Linked DNA regions of Mus musculus: region 1 is linked to region 2. A link is a contact called in public promoter capture Hi-C data. All regions are on one chromosome and are shown on one strand. Each heading gives the region's core, a stretch centred on a gene start, on an enhancer-like site or on the middle of the called end of the contact. The rest is flanking DNA. Distances are from core to core; before and after follow the strand shown. Region 1 holds the start of Abcc3 (ATP-binding cassette, sub-family C (CFTR/MRP), member 3). Region 2 holds the start of Nme1 (NME/NM23 nucleoside diphosphate kinase 1).

Region 1 (5,351 bases), core at 1,676-4,175, 420 kb before region 2:
GATGGAGCTCTGAGGCCCTGGTAAACTGTGGGAGGTCTCAAGGCCTGAGCTTTCTTGCTTGGGTGAGACAAGCAATCAAAACAGCAATGTCCTGCAAACACTACTATAGTAGTCATTTTACGGAGGGGGGGTATTCTACATCTCCTTTTGTTCTCAGATATATGCAGGGCATTTCTATGCTCACTTAGCCCGTTTAGCTCCCAAGTAAATAACACAGAGAACTGATGATTTTATTAACAAGCTGCTGGAACTAGAGCTGGGCAGATAGTTGTATATTTTAACCCTCTATGCTATATTGCTATTTCCCAGTCATGTGCCCCAAGTCACTTGCCAATTTGTCCTACCTGGCCTCCTTCTGCTATAGTTGTCTGTACTCAGGGCAAACTTCTCTTGACCACATGCTCATGGTCCATCCTGCCTCACTCGACTTCCTTCTCCCTCTTCTTTCTTCCTCCGCCATGGTCCCTTCCTGAGACCCTTCCCTCGATTGTGAGTTCCACCTTTCTACCTCCTCTGCCAGTCACAGGCTCCAGCTTTTTATTAGCCAATCAGAGATCATTGGGGAGCATTCTTTACAGCATACCGGTCATTACAATGCCTATCTCTGAACTGTAACTTGATCTTGTGGTACAGAACTCAGCACCTGAACACACAACACTCGAGACCAACGCTAACACACTATGCTTGTTCTTCAAGGAACATGGGGGGAAAAAAGAGAGACCACATTCCATAAGAGGCCAGTAGGAGTGCACCCCAACATTTCCAGAGGGAGGGGAAGGCAAGGATCACCAAGGAGTGCATCATGACTTTGGAGAGACCAGAGAAGGCAGAAAGGATGGAAAGGCTGATGTCATGGAAGAGGGTGCTTTGCTCCAGTGCTGCACCCAGATTCCTGCTCTCAAATTGGAGGCCTAACAAAAGAACTTCACGCTGACCTTGAGCTGGAAGGTCTCAGGGAATGAGAAGGGTTAACTGGGGTTGGGGGAGGCTCATCTTCCTAAAGGATTCCAGAGGAAGGTCCCTTAGTCTCCTCAAGCTCAGAATCACACTGGTGGGTTTTATCCATGGCCCGACTCCAAGAGAAAGCCCAGTAGTAAAATGCCATGGAGGGGTGCTGGGAAAGTCATGTTCAAGGTTAGCGGAAGGCTCAGAGATTGGTTCAGATGCTTTGATCTTAGATGCCTAGACTACAGGGTAGGAAAGGGGCTTCCGTGGTCCTTTGCTAACTCACTTTGTCCATGAAACTGGTCCCAGAGACATGAGGAGCCTGTCACGGTTACATAGGGTACTATAGATACTACCTGAGGCATGGAGGGGAGGTAGGCATGACTGCTGGCTGCTTTGAGGACCTTCCAGAGTCTTCACACAGAAGTGTAACCAAGGGCACGCTGACAAGTTACGGAAGCTCCACGAAGTCTTCTGTACAGAGGTTGGAGGAAGACAGGATGGGAGAGAAAGGGGCAGAGGGAGGAGAGAAATCGAACAGGTGACTAACTGTCCCACCCCCACTCTACTAGCTTCTCCCTAATCTGGCTTCCAGTACTTCGTGCCTGCCCAGAGGGGTAACGGATGGTCTACACTGTCCTACCGGGTCCCTCCAACGCCTTCAGGAGGCTAAAAATACCCTGTCCTGACTGGGAAACAAATGCCAACCACACACACACACACACACACACACACACACACACACCAAGAGCTTGCAGATAGAGACAGGGGTAAATTAGACCAAGAGGATTTCTGCTCACTCCAGAGAGGTGTGGGTGAGTTGGGATCGTATCAGGGAAGAGAGAGAAGGAGGGGAACCCAGCGTAGCCAAGCTGGGAAGGCCATTTTACAGACTGACAATGTGGAGGCTCAGCGTTAAGACACGGGTGCACGCCTTTAATCCCAGCCCTTGGGAGGCACAGGCAAGCAGGTCTCTGAGGTCGAGGCCAGCTTGGTCTACAGAGTGAGTTCAAGGGTAGCCAAGGCTATTCAGAGAAACTCTGTCTTAAACAAACAAAAAAACATAACAGTGAGCCGGGTGTGGTGGCACTCGCCTTTAATCCCAGCACTTGGGAGGCAGAGGCAGGTGGATTTCTGAGCTCGAGGCCAGCCTGGTCTACAAAGTGATTTCCAGGGCAGCCAGGGCTACACAGAGAAACCCTGTGGTTTCTCGAAAAGCCAAAAAAAAAAAAAAAAAAAAAAAAAAAAAAAAAAAAGCCATGACAGCAACAACAAAGGGTCAAGGTGTTAGTGAGGGATTTTCCTGAGGCCTCACTAGAATTAACCTAGGTTGGGTATTACATGTAGTCCATGCGGGTTATAGTTTGTTTTGTTTTGTTTTGTTTTTTCTGTTGAATCCTCAGAAAACTCAGTGTGAAGGATTCTATTATGGTGATCCATACTTCACCAGTGCAAAAGTGGGGAAGAGAAGTGCCCTGGGCAAGACACGGGAGCCACAGAACCTGAGAAGGCAGCAACTTAAGGGGACCACAGGGAAGTCATACACCCATCTATTTGGTACTAGGACCAACTTCATGCCCCACTCCCCTGCTGTACACATGTGCATAGACACATCACATAAATGTGCTGGTCTCAGTTCTCTGGTAACGTATGAAGAAAGAGACTAGGCTCACGAGCACTTCACATACTATAGACAATGATCTCCTATTTATATATAAAGCCAGAAATGACCCTACCTTTAGAAAGGACTTCTTTTACAGTGAGACTCATTCTCACGTCCATCAGCTTCGGGGTCTATAAGCTCAGGGACTAGTACAGTCAATTAATTACCCATCCTTACTCTACTGTCCCTTTCTTACATTATCCTTTAGGTACCAGCACTTTTACCAAGGCTGTGTTGCAATCGCTGGGGACAGGGAGAACTTGACCCAGAGGGCCTGAGGGCGGGGCGGGGAGGAGTGCCTATGGAGCAGGGAGTCAGAGGCGGTTCCGGGGCAGATCTGCTGGGGCTGAGCTGAACTGAGATTCCAAGTCCTGCGGTGCACCAGAGCCACATGGACCGCCTGTGCGGCTCCGGAGAGCTGGGCTCCAAGTTCTGGGTAAGAAGCGTCTCTTGGTATCCGTGCTACGGAGGAAGTAGGTGTCAACCGTGGGATGTCTGGTCTCTCGCCCCAACACAGCCTTCCGGAGGACGCACCTCCGGAGTGCGGAGTGCGGGAGCAGCAGCTGATGCCCTGGAAAGGCGGATGTGCATAGTCAGACCTGGGAGGGTCTAAGCTCCAAAGGGGGAAGAATGGGCGCAGAAGGATGTATAGCCACGGCTGTGCCTTGACCTACCGCGGGGAGAAGCTAGGCAGAAAGGAGGCTCCTGGAATCTGTAGTTGCAGGGCGCCAAGAATAGGGAAGCTCAGGCGCTTGCCTGTTGGTGTAAGTCTCTCTGTCTGGTGGATCCCAGGGACTTTTTGCGTTTTGCATAGAAGAACACTTTGTATTTTGCCTGCATCCCTAATGAATGAATCCACCCGACCCCACCTCCACTGGACCCGACCCAGTAACTGTGCCTTGGTTGTTCATCCAATCTTCCTTGCCTATACCCTAGGGCATCCAGAGCCCTGATCCGTCAGGACTTGGTACAGCTAGACCTTCCAGGCCCTGTTTTGGGAGGCTACTGTTTCTGTGAGCAAGATCCACCTGCAGGTCTGTGAGGAGACCCTATCTACACCCAGGACATATGAGAGAGAGAGAGGAGAGAGGAGAGAGAGAGAGAGGAGAGAGAGAGGAGAGGAGAGGAGAGGAGAGGAGAGGAGAGGAGAGGAGAGGAGAGGAGAGGAGAGGAGAGGAGAGGAGAGGAGAGGAGAGGAGAGGAGAGGAGAGGAGAGGGAGAACTGAGGTGTCCAAGCCCAAACCTTTCCATTGATAGATAAGGGAAATGGGGGTCTAGAGAGGTAAGGAATTGTGCCAAAACACCAATTCCACGAAACCAGATAAAAATAAAGTAAGTTAAAGCAGGTCTTTTGTACTGGGGTTATAGCTCAGGGGCGTGGCGCTTGCCTGATATGCAGGAGACTGGGCTCAAAACACAGTACCGTGAGGGTATGGTATGTGCGCACGCGCACAAGCTCAGTGCAGAAAGGTAACTTTCTGTGTCTCTCCTCAAATCCTTGTATCAGTCATCTTAAGCGTCTGAAGTGTGTGCAGCCTCAGCACTTGTTCCTCCACCAGGCAAAGCAACTGGGGACACAATCTCAGCCTCACAGGCAGAGTGTGACACGGGGCTACTTTCTCATTACCCAGGGGTTGCCCGCCCTTGTCTGGTTTCAAATCTAGAATCCGAATCCCAGTCTGTGTTTCTTCCATGACGAGTATTTGTGTATATGCATCCGGTGTGTGCAGATGTGCGTGTGCAGGGATGCGGGTGAGCTGTTTTGCACAAACGTGTGCTGTGTGTCTGTGTGTGAACAGGCATGTGAAAGTCAAGAGCCACACTCCAGTGTTGTCATTTAAGGTATCTCGGACTGGGCTGGGCACAAAGTGTAACATGGACTTGAGAGAAGTGAAAGGTCCTGAGTTCTCCTCCGCTTCCAGCCTCGCAATGCCAAGAAGCTGAATGTGGCTGCACAGCCTGTCATCCAGTATTTAGGAGCTGGAAATAGAACCAGAAATTCCAGGTTATCCTTGGCTACAGGGCAAGTACCAAGGCCAGCCTGAGACACATGAGACTTCATTTCCAAACAAACAACAAAAAGAAAAAATTAAAAGTGCTTCTTGGAGACTATCCTTTTCCTTTGGGTCACTAACTGGTTCTAGCTCAAACCATGAGGAGTGCCCCCATCATCTAGACTGGAGTGGCCACTCTCCTCTGAGGTCCAGAGGGAATACACTGGCGTATGGGCGAGCTTCTCTTCTCTGCTCACTTGGACTTGCCAGGCGTGACTGTGGCATGGTAATGATCACAGTGACTAGGCAAAAAAAAAAAAAAAAAAAAAAAGGTGATAAACAGGAGGAAGGGTGTGCCAAGTTTCAGGTGCAACCTTCCTGGTCGTCAATGAAGCCTTGAGTAATTAGAACTTCCCAAGGCATTGCGCCCCAGAGGCTGGAGATAGAAACCTGTCCGAAGTCAGGGATATGCAACACAGGGGCTTAGCTAAACCAATCTTTCAAGGTAGAGACTTGGGGTGACACCTGGCTGGTATAGCAGTGGCAAGATCACCATTTTGTTCCAGAGTACTGGACTAAGATTGGCCCGTGTCATAGTGCCAATCTTCCCACGTCTGGCTGCACTTTTGAGCCTCAGGCACCCCAGCCCTGGAACATAGTACTGTGCCTGAGGCTATGTGGGTTGGATCTCATCTCTACTGTGGCCCTTTGGAGTGGGGGTTGTCTCTATGCTTCGATGTCTTCAATGA
Region 2 (5,889 bases), core at 3,369-5,868:
TGCGCTTTGAGGTTTCACAAGCACATGACATTCCCAGTTAGCCATCTCTCTCTTCCTTCCACTTGTAGATCAGTTCACACCTGCCTTCCTGATGCCATGCACCCACCCTAGCCTTCTGCAACAGGGAGCCCCTAATTAAATAATTTCTTTTATAAGGCAACTAAGACAGACCATGTTTGTTCATTTTAGTGACTGTTACTGTGATCAAGTAACCTTAAAAAGGCAACTTAAAGCCAGGCAGTGGTGGCACATGCCTTTATTCCCAGTACTCAGAAGCAGGTAGATCTCTGAGTTCAAGACCAGCCTGGTGTACATAGTGAGTTCCAGGGTAGCCAAGGGTAAGGAAGAAATGCTGTAAATTGGAGGCCAGCCTGGACTACATAGAAAATGAAATACTTCATAGAACAACTACTTCCATACAACGACAAGGAAAACAAAAACCCCAAGCGAAGTAAAACAGGAACAAAAACAAATCAGAAAACTGTCATCCTTGTTACCCACATGGATTCTGCTCTCGTCAGTTTTTCCCGAGTTCATTTAAGTCACATATTTATGACTTCTCAGAACTTTGTTACACATTGTAAGACTCCAGAGAGCCTTAGCTTACTGGGGACCCCTGAGTGAACCACGTGGAGCCGGGATCGATGCAAAAAGCAAGAGGAATTTATTGTTCCAGTGCACTGGATCATCCCAGACACGAAGGAAGCGACCCTCCGGTGCCCATTCAGCAAGTTTTTACAGGGTTTCTAGGGGTGGACTAGAGCATCAGCAACTAGGCACAATATGATTGGCGGAACAGTGCACCCTTTAAATTGATTGGTCTTTAGGGAATGAGGTGACAAGGACTTCCCTTGTCTGAGGTGGGCAAAGGTCCATCTTTAGGAATGTGTTCCCACCGGTAGGTCAGTTCCAGCCCTGTAGTCTGAGGAGTGTTAATTAACCTCTCCCTTCTGGAGGGGCAAGTGTTTCATGACCTTCCCAAAGTTCCTTAGCCGACCTTTCAACATGTACATTTGAGCAATTGCCATCACACTCAAGATACAGAACTAGGCCAGCAACATAATACACTTGAGCCAGCCTGATCTACTTGAGGCCGTTTCCAAACAAACCACACATACACAAAACCAACAATTAACTAACTAACTAACTAACTAACCAACCAACCAGAAGCAACAACTCATGTTTTCTGAAATAGGCTAGGCATAGTGGCTCATACCAATAGTTCTAGCACTCAAGAGACTGAGTTAGCCTGGGCACCATAGTCTCAATCCCCCAATCATTTATTCCAGGATTTCCTTAGATTACCTCTTTATGGAGACATATTTGTACCCTGTATTTATCCCTAACTCCTGGTAACCACTAATTCGTTCCCAATTTCTTGTTATTTAACAATGTTTTATACAGGCTGAAGATATATGTAGCTTAGTGGTAGCATATATACTTAGTATTTATGAGACCCTAGATCTGATCTACCACACCAAAAGAATGCCACATGAATGAAATAATACAGTATTTAATTTTTGCTATAATCTAGGTCTTTCCTTGTTTTCAGAGATGAGATTCTCACTGTTTCCTAGGCTGGCCCTGAACTCCTGACCTAGCATGATTCTTTTGCTTCAGCATCCAGAGTACCCGGGACTGCAGGTCAATTTTCCTTTTTCTCATTTTAAGATTGGGCTCAGGGTTCTGTATATGCTCTACTAATGTTCTGTATCCTCAGCCAGCAAGCAAATTTTTTTTTTCAGTCAGAATAATTTAAATTCCAATTAATAATCTAAATCCTATTTCACCTCATCAATAATATTTAGTGTTATCGAGTACCCGGGACTGCAGGTCAATTTTCCTTTTTCTCATTTTAAGATTGGGCTCAGGGTTCTGTATATGCTCTACTAATGTTCTGTATCCTCAGCCAGCAAGCGAATTTTTTTTCAGTCAGAATAATTTAAATTCTAATTAATAATCTAAATCCTATTTCACCTCATCAATAATATTTAGTGTTATCATCACTGGCCCCTCCTTTTTAAAAATTTTATTTTTCAAGATAGGGTGCTATGTAATCTAAGCGGATTTCAGATTCGTTAAGTGGCATAGGATGACCTTGAGCTCTTGATTTTCCTGCCCTTATCATACCCAGCTTTAAGGCACATTCTTGCTGTTGTAGTTCAGGCTAGCCTTACATGTTTAGCTCTCTTGATTTAGCTTCCCAAAAGCTGAAAGTGGTTGCTATAGTTTACTTTCCTATCTTTACAAGTGTACTGATAACTCATCACGGATTTAATTCATATCTCTCTAATGGCTAATGAAGTTAAACATGTGTGTGTGTGTGCGTGTGCGCACATGCATAGTCTGGAAACCCATACATAAGTAAAACTGGCCTTGAATTCAAGGTTATCTGTTCTTCAGCCCTGAAGGTTCTGGGATCATAGGTATGAGCTACCATGTCTGGTTTTTTTTTTTTTTTTCCTTTCTTCTTCTTTTTAAAAAAGAATTATTTATTTATTTTAGGGATGTGAGTACACTGTAGCTGTACAGATGGTTGTGAGCCTTCAAGTGGTTGTTGGGAATTGAATTTTTCAGACCTCTCCTCACTGCAGTAGCCCCACTCGCTCCAATCAAGTCTGCTTGCTCAGTCCGGCATAAAGATTTATTTATTATTATACATAAATACACTGTAGCTGACTCATTAGATCTCACTACAGGTGGTTGTGAGCCATAATGTGGTTGCTGGGATTTGAACTCAGGACTTTAGAAGAGCAGTCAGTGCTATTACCTGTTGGGCCATCTTGCCAGCCCCCCCCACCCCCCTTTTTCTTCTCAAATCAGTCTTTTATAGTCTAGGCAGACTTCAAACTTACTGTGTAGCTTAGGATGACCTTGAACTTTTGACCTACCTTGGATGTGCTGGGATTACAGGCCTGTGAAACTACACCCAATCTAAGTAAAGTTGGGGATTCAACCTAAGGCTCTGTGCATGCCAAGCAAACATTCTACCCACCGAGCTAGAGACAATAGCTTTTCTTTTCCTCCTCCACACCCCCTGCATATTCTGCCTGTGAAAAGTCTATTCTTGTCTTTTGCCCATTTTATAATTAGACTATGTGTGTTTGACTCTTTTTTGTTTGTTTGTTTTGCTTTGTTTTGCTTGAGATAAGCTTTTGCTAAGTTGTGCTGACTAGCCTGTAATTCACTATATAGATCAGGCTTGTCTTGAAATCACAGAGCTCTTTAACCTGCCTGTTTTTTTGAGAGACATATTCTCTCTATGTCATCCTGGTGGCCTCTAAGTCTTGATGATCCTGCTTCAGCCTTCCCAGTGCTGTGAATTCATCAGGCAAGGCCCTTCTCATTTGACCAACACCCCAGTCCCTCCATTTCATTAAAAACAAAAGACAAAAAACAAAACAAAAAAAGCAAGCAAGCAAACAAACACATCATCTGGGCTGGCAAGCTGGTCCAGTGGCTATGAAGCACACACTGTCCTTGCAGAGGACCCAAGTTCCGTTCCTAGCACTCACATCAGATCACTCGCAACTGTTTGTAACTCCACCGCCATTGGAACTGACCACTTCATACACTGACATACGCGTGTACATGTAAATAAATAATAAGAGGCTGGAGAGATGGCTCAATGATGAAGAGCACTGTCTACTCTTCCAGAGGTCCTGAGTTTAATCCCCAGCAGTCACGTAGTGGCTCACAATCATCTATAATGGGATCTGATGCCTTTTTCTGGCCTGCAGGTATACATGCAGATAGAGCACTCATACATAAAATAAATACATCTTAATAAGCAAACAAATAAATAATGCCGGATGTGGTTATGCCTTTAATCCCAGAACTCGGGAGGCAGACTAAGAGGGAGTCTCTGCGAGGTCATGGCCAGCCTGATCTACACAGTGAGTTCCAGAAAAGTCAGAGTTACATAATGAGACCCTACATACAATAATAACAACAATAATAAAACCCTCCTCCCGCGTTTCCTACCATCAGGTATTCACTATAATTCTTGGCTCTCAGGTAATAACGGGCTTTCTCCCTTCATGTAGGTCCTTTTGATTATCACTTCTGCAGAGATTTCTCAGCCTTAATTTTTTCCCCCTGCTCTGTTCTTTCTTATCAGCACTTGCACTGTGTGTTCACTATCAATTTTCTCTTTATTGTCGCAATTCTCAACCCTACTAGTAAGCTCCCAAGTAAACTTCAACCCTAGGCTCTAGAATGTTCCTACCCGGCACATAGGATTCAGTACATTTGTTGCTTGACAGAATGAAGGGAAGGTGGAATGACACGGCCACTGAAGCTCTAGTTGTGACTTCATGCAGTGTGAGCGCCACCTGTCGGGAAAAACTAGATTTTCTCGGGAACGGAGGAAGTGAGTCACAGGCAGCCGTAGGGGAGAAACAGAAGATGGCCGCCAGACAGGGGGGGTAAAAAAATCCAAAACACCACACCCAGTGTCGGAAGTTAAACACTGGGCGAGTGCTCCCTAGAATGACATCCGACTCCCCAGAAGAAGCGGGGACCGGCGGTGTACCGCTAAAAGGGCTCCCCTGAATCGGAACTGTCCGAAAAGGTTCCGTGCGAGCAGCTGCGGGGAACCACGTGAGGCCGGGGAGCGTTTCCGGTGCGGGCAGTCGCAGCCGGCGGTAAAGCCTTGTCATCTGAAGGGGTAAGAGGGGTCAAGTTGAGAGTCAAGGAGACAAGTTGAGGGTTTAGGTGAATGGGGAGGGAGGTGGGCGTTCACTAAAGGGTGCACTCTCCGCGGGGTGTTAGGGAGATGGCAGGCAGGGAGATGGCAGGCTGTGGCCAGGTACAGACCTGTCAGCTTGATACGCCACGTGGGCTCGCCTTTGTCCGTGGCCGCAGTTCCTGTCCGGCTCGCGGCAGGGCTATGCCTTATTCTCTTTCCAGTCCGCTGTTGGGCACAGAGTTGGTACTCGGGTGGTGCTTGCTGAATGAATGAATGACACTCTCTGTGTGTGTGAATGTGAGTGAAGAGAGAAAGAAAGAGAGATCGGTATGCAGAGGCTTTCATAGAGGATGTTTCAGCCATTTCTGAATAATCTTTCCTTCAGACATTCTCCAGCTAGTCTGTGGCTTCTGTCTTTCTCTTTATGGGGGGCGCGATTGCCACTTAAGGCCTGCTCTTTGCTCCTATTGACTGCGAGACCCCGTGGTTTGGTATCAAAGATAGGTGGACTGGCTTACAGACCGGGCAGGCGAGAGGGACAGGAAGTCAGGAACAAAAATGATCATGCAAAGGTTCATGCATGCCCTAGCTCACATGTGAACCCCAGAAGGTAATTTTGTGGAGCGGGTTCGTGGGACCCAACACATGCTTGTAGTACAACTCAAGGTCTGCTAGGCCGTCTAGCTGGCTCAGGCCTCATTCTTAGGGTATAAAATTAGAGGTGAACCCAAGTTTAGAAAGACAGAGCCAGGAGCCGGTGTTGCTGTCCTCTTAGGTATCGTCTTTCAAGGTGGAGTCTCCTTTCATCTTGTGAGGCAGTGTACCCTGGAAATGGAACATTCTGGAATGGATGTTCTCCAGGTGTCTTCTTCCTGGATGATGCCCCATGTTAGGTATTGGGCTGTGGTTTTTCTCATAATCCACAGTTCATTGGTTAGTTACAATACTCATTGCCCTTTCCCCATAATATGTAATTTAATAAATGTTAATTGCTAGTCTTACATAATGGACTTTCAAGTTTTTATCTTTTTATTCTCTGACAATTTTCTACATGTATGTGATATATTTAGTCATTTCACCCTCTCCCCTTACACTCTCTCATCTAGCCTGAATTCTTCCAACAAGTTCTCTCCTACTTTCATGTCTTATATTTTTTCTCTCTGTGTGTGTGTTTGTGTGTGTTTGAATGAGTTTAATTG

What was found. Capture Hi-C pulls out chosen DNA fragments and counts their contacts.
Region 1: a promoter capture Hi-C map of liver shows a contact between it and region 2. The contact joins the promoter of Abcc3 here to the promoter of Nme1 in region 2. A contact is called at or near these places in 4 of 39 promoter capture datasets (the SN4741 cell line, liver, maxillary cranial neural crest and 1 more), 5 of 484 Hi-C or Micro-C datasets (the G1E-ER4 cell line, embryonic stem cells, palatal mesenchyme and 1 more) and 1 of 9 other capture datasets (liver).

What each region holds. Positions count from the first base shown.
Region 1 is chr11:94,390,564-94,395,914 of GRCm38.p6, reverse strand. It overlaps Abcc3 (ATP-binding cassette, sub-family C (CFTR/MRP), member 3), which reads left to right and starts at 2,925. Exons shown (of 31, transcript NM_001363187.1): 1 at 2,925-3,044. The coding sequence starts at 3,000.
Region 2 is chr11:93,967,001-93,972,889 of GRCm38.p6, reverse strand. Nme1 (NME/NM23 nucleoside diphosphate kinase 1) reads left to right here and starts at 4,618. Exons shown (of 5, transcript NM_008704.3): 1 at 4,618-4,669. It overlaps Gm35198 (a long non-coding RNA gene), which reads right to left and starts at 4,385. Exons shown (of 3, transcript XR_388959.3): 1 at 4,229-4,385.